3 separate regions of the Sus scrofa genome follow, and all the other regions are linked to region 3. A link is a contact called in public targeted proximity ligation data. All regions are on one chromosome and are shown on one strand. The core of a region is the stretch at or near the end of the contact, and the rest is flanking DNA. Distances in the headings are between cores, read along the strand shown. Region 1 has its middle 14 kb from the start of TRIB1. Region 2 has its middle 58 kb from the start of TRIB1. Region 3 overlaps NSMCE2 (E3 SUMO-protein ligase NSE2).

Region 1 (2,700 bases), core at 199-2,698, 180 kb before region 3:
TGCTCTGTGTCACAGCTGATCAGTGGCAGGGCAGGACTGTGGACTCTTTGGGGTAAGATGGAGCAGCCCAGCCCATCCATGCCCCCCGCCCACTCCCCAGTCTGGTGTTGGCATCCTAATCCTCTTCATTTCCCCCCAGAGGACCAGCCCTTTCCTGGGGGTGTCTGGGCTAGATCCAAGGTCCAGCTGGTCCTGCCACAGGCACTGTCTGGATGGTGGGAAAGAAAATACCTATCCTTCTCTTTCCTTCCCCGCCCCCCCACCCTGTGCCCAACCTCCAGTTGGCTGAGCCAGCACCTGGGCGGGGAAGAGGGTAGAATGGCGCTATTCAGAGAGTTTTCCTGATGCAATAACTGATTGCAAAACGCTTGCATCCCTGAGCATTTTATGGAGGGTGGTAATTTTGAGCAGAAGCAGGAAACCCCAAACTCAGCCAGCTGCCAGAACAAGGCACTGCAGGTCAAATGCTAGTCCAGAAATACAGTTACCCCAAGGCTGGGGCATTAGAAAAAAACAACCAGAACACCACCAACAACCCTAGAGTTGATCCAACTCTTCCACACCCCTAATGGCATTTGATCAACTAAGTCTGCTCAGATGGGAGGGGGCAAAGCCAAGGCTCCATTTACAGCCCAAGGTCAGCAGATGAGGAAAGGGGAGAAGGCTGAAATCTGACCCCCAGCTCCAGGTCTAGAGCTCCCTGGTGACTGATGATGCTGAGGAGAGTTCCGAGGCAGGCAGAGGAGTACAGGAACCTGTAGCCAAATCTTGCCTCTGCATCATCAGCCTGGTCCCTTAACCTCTCTGAGCCTTACTTTCCTCCTCTGCGGGTGTGAGAGGGTTGTGGTTAAGGGTTTGAGCTCTGGAGTCATAAGGCCTGGACTTTAATCCTGGCTACACTCATAGCCTGCACGACCTTGGACAAGTCACATAACCTCTCTGTGTTCGTTTCCTTGCCAGTCAAGTGAGGTTTTTCTTTCTTTTTTTTTTTAGGGCCGCACCTGCTGCATATGGAAATTCCCAGGCTAGGGGTCGAATCAGAGCTGTAGCTGCCAGTCCACACCACAGCCACAGTCAAGTCAGATCTGAGCTGCTTCTTCAACCGACACCACAGCTCATGACAACACATCAAAATTGCCTCCTCATGGATACTAGTCGGGTTTGTTACCGCTGAGCCACGACAGGAACTCCAAATGAGCATTTTTAAACCCACCTACAGGCCTGCTGTGAGGATTTGCTTAGCTAATGCCAGTAAGGCTCTTAGCACAGGCCTGGGTTATAGCAAGCAGTCAATAACTGTTAACTATTATTGTTATCTGCAAAATGAAGAAGAGAGCTTTTGGAGATGAAAGGAAACAGCACATTCCATGTCCGTGTGTGTGTGTGTGTGTGTGTGTGTGTGTGTGTGTGTGTGTGTGTGGTGTTTTGGGAAGGAAGTGCAGGGGGGTTCCCCACAGATGGAATTGGAACCTTCTAGAAAGGAGGAAGAAGCAGAAGATGGGAATCTGCGCGGGCCCTGGGTCTGCTTTGGGATATTTCCTCTTGAAACAGCTATCTGGTCTTCACCTGTGTGCTCCCTCGACTCTTGCCTGTGTCCAGAGCTGCCCTTGTCCAGCCACTCCACATTCCCAGCATCAATTCCCTTGGAAGAACCATCTCAAGCTGAAAATCTTCCTGGCCAGAGTAGCGAAAGAGTCAAAATGTAAATACACATGGGCCTCAGAGTTTCATAACTGCCCTGAGTCATTTCTTTTCACAGAATACACAGCCATGGGACAAGTGTTCTGAGTCTTATCAGTGAGGCTCAACCCAAGTGCCTTCCAGACATTTCTCATCCAGGTCCTTTCCAAGCTTTCTCCACTGAAAAGATTCTCCGGCTGTTTATGCTAATGGCAGGTCAAGGTTCCAAAGAGGAAAACAGGACCCAGGCCTCAAATTTCTGCCATCAAACATCATTTCTGTCTTCCTAATTCTTGGCTATTCCTGACCATTTCTCAGCTGCCTCAGAGGTCTGGCAACTTGCCATGTATTAGTTAGATGTTCTTTAGTTTGCAAGTAGCTGGAATTATAGTATTACATAAATAGAGTTTTGGTTGTTTTTTTTTTTTCTCACATGAAAGAAATTCAAAACTGAACAAGGACTGTTGTCATTTTGGCAGCAGTGATGTCAAAGCCATACCTACTATGAGTTTCTTGCAACCTCAAGTTGCAAGATGGCTGCTGAAGCACCAGATGTCGCATCTACTCTCAAGATTGAAAAAGGAGAGAAGGGCACAAAATAGTGGTACCACTAGTGTCAAATATTCCAGTATCAGGTATTTATTGTTGCATAAAATACCACTATAAAACTTAGTGGCTCAAAACAACAATCATTTATTAACTTATGATTCTGAGGGTCAGAGTTTGGGCTGGGATCAGCCAGCAGTTCACCTGGGCTGCTGGGCTCATTCATGTGACAGCAGTCAGTTGCTGGCTCAGTGGGGCTATATCACCTGAGAGAGCCTAATTCACATAGCTGGAATTTGATGCTGGCTACTGGAGATGTGGTGACAGAAGCAGAGGTCAGAGTGATGCCATTGCTGGAAGGGGACCACAACCCAAGGAATGTGGGTGTCCTCTATAAGCTGGAAAATGCAAGGGATGGATTCTTCCTTGAAACTTCCAGAAAGAATAAATTGTGCCAACACCTTGATTTTACCC
Region 2 (2,825 bases), core at 86-2,585, 250 kb before region 3:
AGTAACAATAATTTTTATATCCAGTGTCTGCCGCCAGCCTGCACTCTACTGGCTGCCAGGTAAACGGGCTCTGCTTCCTTTCAGGAAGCTCACAGCCCAGCAGGCAAGTAAAAGTTCCAAGGTGGCAGCTATTTAAGTCGCCATGCATGTGAACGGGGTCTGGAAGGTTCAAAAATAAAAGGGTTTACGAGTGGAAAGGTTTTTTTCTCTTTTTTCCAAAAAAGGAATTCTTTACAGTGTTATTTTTATGTTGTTTTTCCTATCAAAAGAAGCAAGGGTGAGGGGACGTGAATTCAACTGGTTTTTTAAAAAATAAAACATGTGATGGAGTTCCCATCAAGGCTCAGTGGTTAATGAATCTGACTAGGAACCATGAGGTTGTGGGTTCGACCCCTGGCCTTGCTCAGTGGGTTAAGGATCTGGCATTGCCATGAGCTGTGGTGTAGGTTGCATACGCGGCTCGGATCCCACGTTGCTGTGGCTCTGGTGTAGGCCGGTGGCTACAGCTCCGATTCAACCCCTAGCCTGGGAACCTCCATATGCCGCGGAGCAGCCCTAGAAATGGCAAAAAAAATACAAAATAAAAAATAAAATAAAACTTGTAAATGATTGAATCTGAACACAAATGCCCTTCCTTGTAGGCCTTAACAGTGGTCTGGGCATAAATCTAATTTCCCACACATCATCTCATTTTCTTTTTCTTCTTTTTTAATTTTATGGCCATACTTATGCCACAGCTGTGGCAATGCAGGATCCATTGATGCACAATGCTGGACTAGGGATCAAACCCACAGCAACCTGAGCCACTGTGGTGGTAGGATCCTTAACCTACTGCACCATGGTGGGGGCTTCACATCAAATCATTTTCTAATGTGTGATTAATATTTGACAAAGGGAAGTACTGGATCTTTTGTAAAATGAAGATATGCCCCCTAATTTATCGGCTCTGAGCATCTGTACTTTCATATTAGGTGAAGCTAGACCCACCTGCGGAAGGTAAGTGCCTTTTCAATGCTGTTGGGCAGCAGGTGTGTGTGATGGGTGGGGGCAATCAGAGAAGGCTTCCTGGAGGAGGCAAGATTTGGGCCACATATGTGAAAGCAGTCATCAGTGGGCAGAAGGGAAGGCTAGCTGAGAGCTGGAAGGACACAGGCAAAGGCCCAAGGACAAAAGCCCCCAAAGCTACCAGCACAGTCGGAGGGGAGGCCTTAGAAAGTCAGTATGAGCCCCTCCCCCTCCCCCATTGGCAGAGCTGCTTGGCCTCCAGGGCGCTCAGGTGGAAAAGCCAGTGAGCCAGGTAGAAATGAGTCACAAAGGTTTCATCACCGCAGTGCCCTTCAGTCTCTTCCTGTCCTGCTGCTGGGAAGCTGGGAGGCCGCCTTCTCACACTCAGAGGCTCCCACACCCACCCACACCAGGAGGCCTCAGCCCCGGCTGAATCCCACCTCACCTCCACCCCGCAGGATGCCCCACATACAGCCCAACACTGGAGCATCCCGGACACCGCACTTCCCCTCTCTGAGCCTCAGCCTCCTGGTGTGGAGAACGAAGCTGATAACATTCACCTTCTAGGGTTCTTGGCTGGAAGCAAGAGGAAAGTGCTAGACATCCTGCCTCACACCCACTCCTTAAGGAAGGGTCTGTCCAGCCCCCTACTCCCACACCCCCATCCTTCTGGCTGCCTCCTCCATGGACCTCTCCCTGGAGGGGCTGCATGCCACCCTCTTCCCCACAAGCTCTTTTGAGAAGCTCTGCCAAGACGGAGGGACCTGAGACGTGAAGGTTATACTAGAGCAAGTTTGGGATCAGACAGGGCTGGGAGAGCAGACTCTGAACATCCCTCCCCGCCTGGCTCCCCACACGCATTCACAGTAATAACAAAAATCCCCTTGGCTGGGCACCGACTAAGCCATGGGTCCTGGGCTGGGCGTTTTCACCCAGCAGTGCATGTGTCCCTCAAGGAAGCAGCGGACACACATGAAAACCGAAGCTTAGGGAAGTAAGCAGCTTGCCAAGAACGGCATGGCCTGCAGAGCCAGACCGCATGCTGCTTGAATCAAATGGCCGTGTCCTTTCTGCTGGACCAGCTTCCCAACGACCTTCTCACCGACCCTGCAACCCACCCACGTGCACTTCAGTCTCTCATTTGGGGCAGCCCTAGAGTCTGGTGGATTCACCCCCACCTCCTTTGCCCAGGTCCTCCTTTGGCAGAAAGGTGGGAAAACCAAATATTCAACTGCCCTATCTCCCTTGCAATTAAGGGGTTACCAGATGGCACCATTGTGACGGGTGAACTATAAGCAGAAATGTGCTGGGCAGCAGGGAGGCATCTGGGAAAGTTTATGACTTTCCCAATAAAAAGTAAACAGCCCCAGCTGGTGTCATCTCCTGCTGCTTCCTCCTGCCTGGCCGATGGGCACGATGCCCATCTCGCAACCAGAAGGCTGAAAGTCAACACACCAAGATGGCAGAGCACAAAGATTAAAAAAAAAGCCTGGATCTGGATGACACTGTTGAGTCGGACCTGCCTGCCTCCAGACTTCTTGTTTTGTTTTGTTTTGAAGTTCATTGTGTCCTTTCTTTCTTTCTTTATTTTGCTTTTTAGGGCCACACCCACAGCACATGTAATCAGAGCTACAGCTGCTGGTCTACACCACAGCCACAGCAATGGGGGATCCAAGCCATATCTGCTACCTACACCACAGCACACAGCAATGCCGGATCCTTAACCCACTGAGCAAGGCCAAGGATCGAACCTGCATCCTCATGGATGCTAGTCAGATTCGTTTCCGCTGAGCCACGAAGGGAACTCCCAGACTTCTTGT
Region 3 (2,700 bases), core at 105-2,604:
GAGTAAGTGGATTTCAGTCCTCTGAAAGGGCTTTCTGGGTGTGGCTGAGATAGCTAGCTTTGAAAACTTAGCAACACAGGATACATTATGAGTAAGTTCTTTCCTTTTTTTTTTTTTTTAAACAATGATGCTAACTCACCAGATCCTTCTGAAAGAGTCCTTTTATTAATTTCAATGAAGTCAAGTAGAGAACAAGTTGTAATATGAAACACAATTTATGCAACTATGTTGAAATTCTCTGCCTGAGTTACATCTCCTAATGCAAGAATTTTATGGTAAAACAATTTCAAAACAACATCTAGCATTAGCTTAGGCTCATTTTGGTTTCAGGCTGTCTTTCTATACAAATCATAGAACTCCTGAGGCAAAATGATAGCGCCTTTAAGGAGGAGAAAAAAAAAAAAATCCTGTTCCCCACAGTTTATAATAAAAGAGCTGAAACTAAGCCTTGATTGAAATTATACTGTTAGGCAACTCCAGAAACTAAACACAAAAACATGGTAAAGATTGCAACATCAAGGGAAAACCATCTTCATCGATATCGTTTTAGATTCCCAGCCGTTCCTGACCCGAGCCCACATGAGAGCAACTGAACCTTCAGAGGCTTTCCCGCAGTCAGCCAACCAGCAACTCCCTCCTTCCTCAACCACGCGGGTTGCCCAGGGAAAGGCACGCAATACATTTAAAGGGCCAATAGAAATCCCGTGGGTGGGTTTGGTCCGCCTTTCAAAAACCAATGAACTTCCCATTATATAACCTTTAATACCAAGAGAGAAGTTTACAGTCACATACCCGACTAAACTATAAGGCAGGCTTCACTGCATGCCTCATCGTGGTTTTTTGTTGGTTTTTTTTTTTTTTTTTTTTTTTTTTAAAGAAGAAGTAAGGAAAAGTAAAAGAAAGAGTGTCCTGAATGACACAATCCATCTAACTCAGGTAATGTCAGAAAATTAATGAATCTACATGGTGGTACGACCTAGGCTTGCTTTTTGTGATGATTTTCAGGGCAATCTGAGGTTTTCAATCAGAAAAATGTAGGCATCTAAAAACATAAGCTCCATGACATTTTATTAATTCTTTATAAAATAAAGTCTTTTAACCACAGCAGAATTCTGAGAATCTGGCTTTTCCAGAAAGCCCAAGAAAAATACTTTAGTTTCACCATTCTCAAATTCATTTGACTTTGAAACAAAATAAACATATTACTCTATTTAATATCTTGCACAAGCGAATTCACAAGAATGAAATGTGTTCAGAGTTCCTAGAAAAAATGTAGCAATACAGGCTGCCAACTTGTTCAATGTCAAGCTCTAGGCAGTATAGCCACACTAGCAGTAAATGACTCAGAGTGAGTCACGCTTAAGCTATTTTTGCTTTTAAAGTACTGCCAGGCACTGTGTTAATATTCAACCCAGAGTAAATTTAGCCCAACAAGAAAACAAGTGTTTCCATGGCTGCTTCTTCACACTGTTTATGGTATATATGCAGCCATTAGGCACAGGAATCTAGCCAGATAAGTTAAGTAGAAATGCTCATCTATTATTTATATCCAGGCTTTGGAACACTGCAAACACGAAATGCATCTTAGGCTATTCTTTCAACTCCTTCTGTCTATCCGCCCCTCCAGACCCCAAAGAGCAACGACATAGAGAGGATACTATTAATGATTCATTTAAAAGTTTGTGCCGTGAAACTCTAGTGGACTGTTGTTCACGGATTTTATGTGGCTCTGTGTTAAGAGTCACAACGACCCATGTTTCTCTGATAGTGCGGCCACAGGGAAGTAAAGTGCTTTAAAAAGTATCTAGCAAAAACAGCAGGAAATGTGGGCTATAGATACCAAATAGAATCATTGCACAGTATCAAGTATAGTGAACAGTTAGCCTGGTAATGTGAACACTCAACAGGTGTTTAAAAAATAATGCCTGTTCTAATTTGAAAAGATACATGCACCCCAATGTTCACAGCAGCACAATTTACAAGCCAAGACATGGAAGCAACCTAAGTGTCCATTTATAGATGAATGGATGACAAAAGTGGGGTGTACATATACAAGAGAATACAGTTCAGCCACAAAAAAGAATGAAATAGTGCTATTTGCAGCAACATGGATGGACCTAAAGATTATCACACTAAGTAAAGTAAGTCAAAGCCGAATATCATATGATATCACTTATATGTAGACTCTAAAAAAAGATACAAATAAACTTATTTACAAAACAGAAACAGACTCACAGACATAGAAAACAAACTTATGGCTACCAAAGGGGAAAGGGGGTGGGAGAGGGATAAACCAGGATTTGGGGATTAACAGATACATACTATTATATATAAAACAAACAAGGACTTACTGTATAGCACAGGGAACTATATTCAGTATCTTGTAATAGCCTATAATGGAAAAGAATCTAGAAAACATGTATTTATATGTGTATACACACACACACACACACACACACATATAACTCAATCACTTTGCTATATACCTGAAACTAACACAACAATGTAAATCAACTATACTAGAAAAAAAATATATTGGTGGTGAGAGATGCATGGCTAATAACCGACTGATCTAAAAAAAAAAAAATTTCAGTTTTTCAGAATATGCTATTTTTATTCCAAATGCACATGGAATTCTTACACTTGAATAGCACAGTGACTATGAGATGGATGCTAGGGCTTTTCCCTAAATGGTCTGTT

What was found.
Region 1: a contact with region 3 is called in a targeted proximity ligation map of alveolar macrophages. A contact is called at or near these places in 4 of 47 Hi-C or Micro-C datasets (omental adipose tissue, retroperitoneal adipose tissue, skeletal muscle and 1 more) and 2 of 2 datasets of targeted methods (alveolar macrophages and skeletal muscle).
Region 2: a targeted proximity ligation map of alveolar macrophages shows a contact between it and region 3. A contact is called at or near these places in 1 of 47 Hi-C or Micro-C datasets (skeletal muscle) and 2 of 2 datasets of targeted methods (alveolar macrophages and skeletal muscle).

The regions. Positions count from the first base shown.
Region 1 is chr4:14,311,058-14,313,757 of Sscrofa11.1, forward strand. No RefSeq gene overlaps it. Among named protein-coding and RNA genes, the nearest start is that of TRIB1, 14 kb to the left of the region's middle.
Region 2 is chr4:14,238,781-14,241,605 of Sscrofa11.1, forward strand. No RefSeq gene overlaps it. Among named protein-coding and RNA genes, the nearest start is that of TRIB1, 58 kb to the right of the region's middle.
Region 3 is chr4:14,488,912-14,491,611 of Sscrofa11.1, forward strand. The region is part of intron 4 of NSMCE2 (E3 SUMO-protein ligase NSE2); the gene reads right to left. Among named protein-coding and RNA genes, the nearest start is that of WASHC5, 110 kb to the right of the region's middle.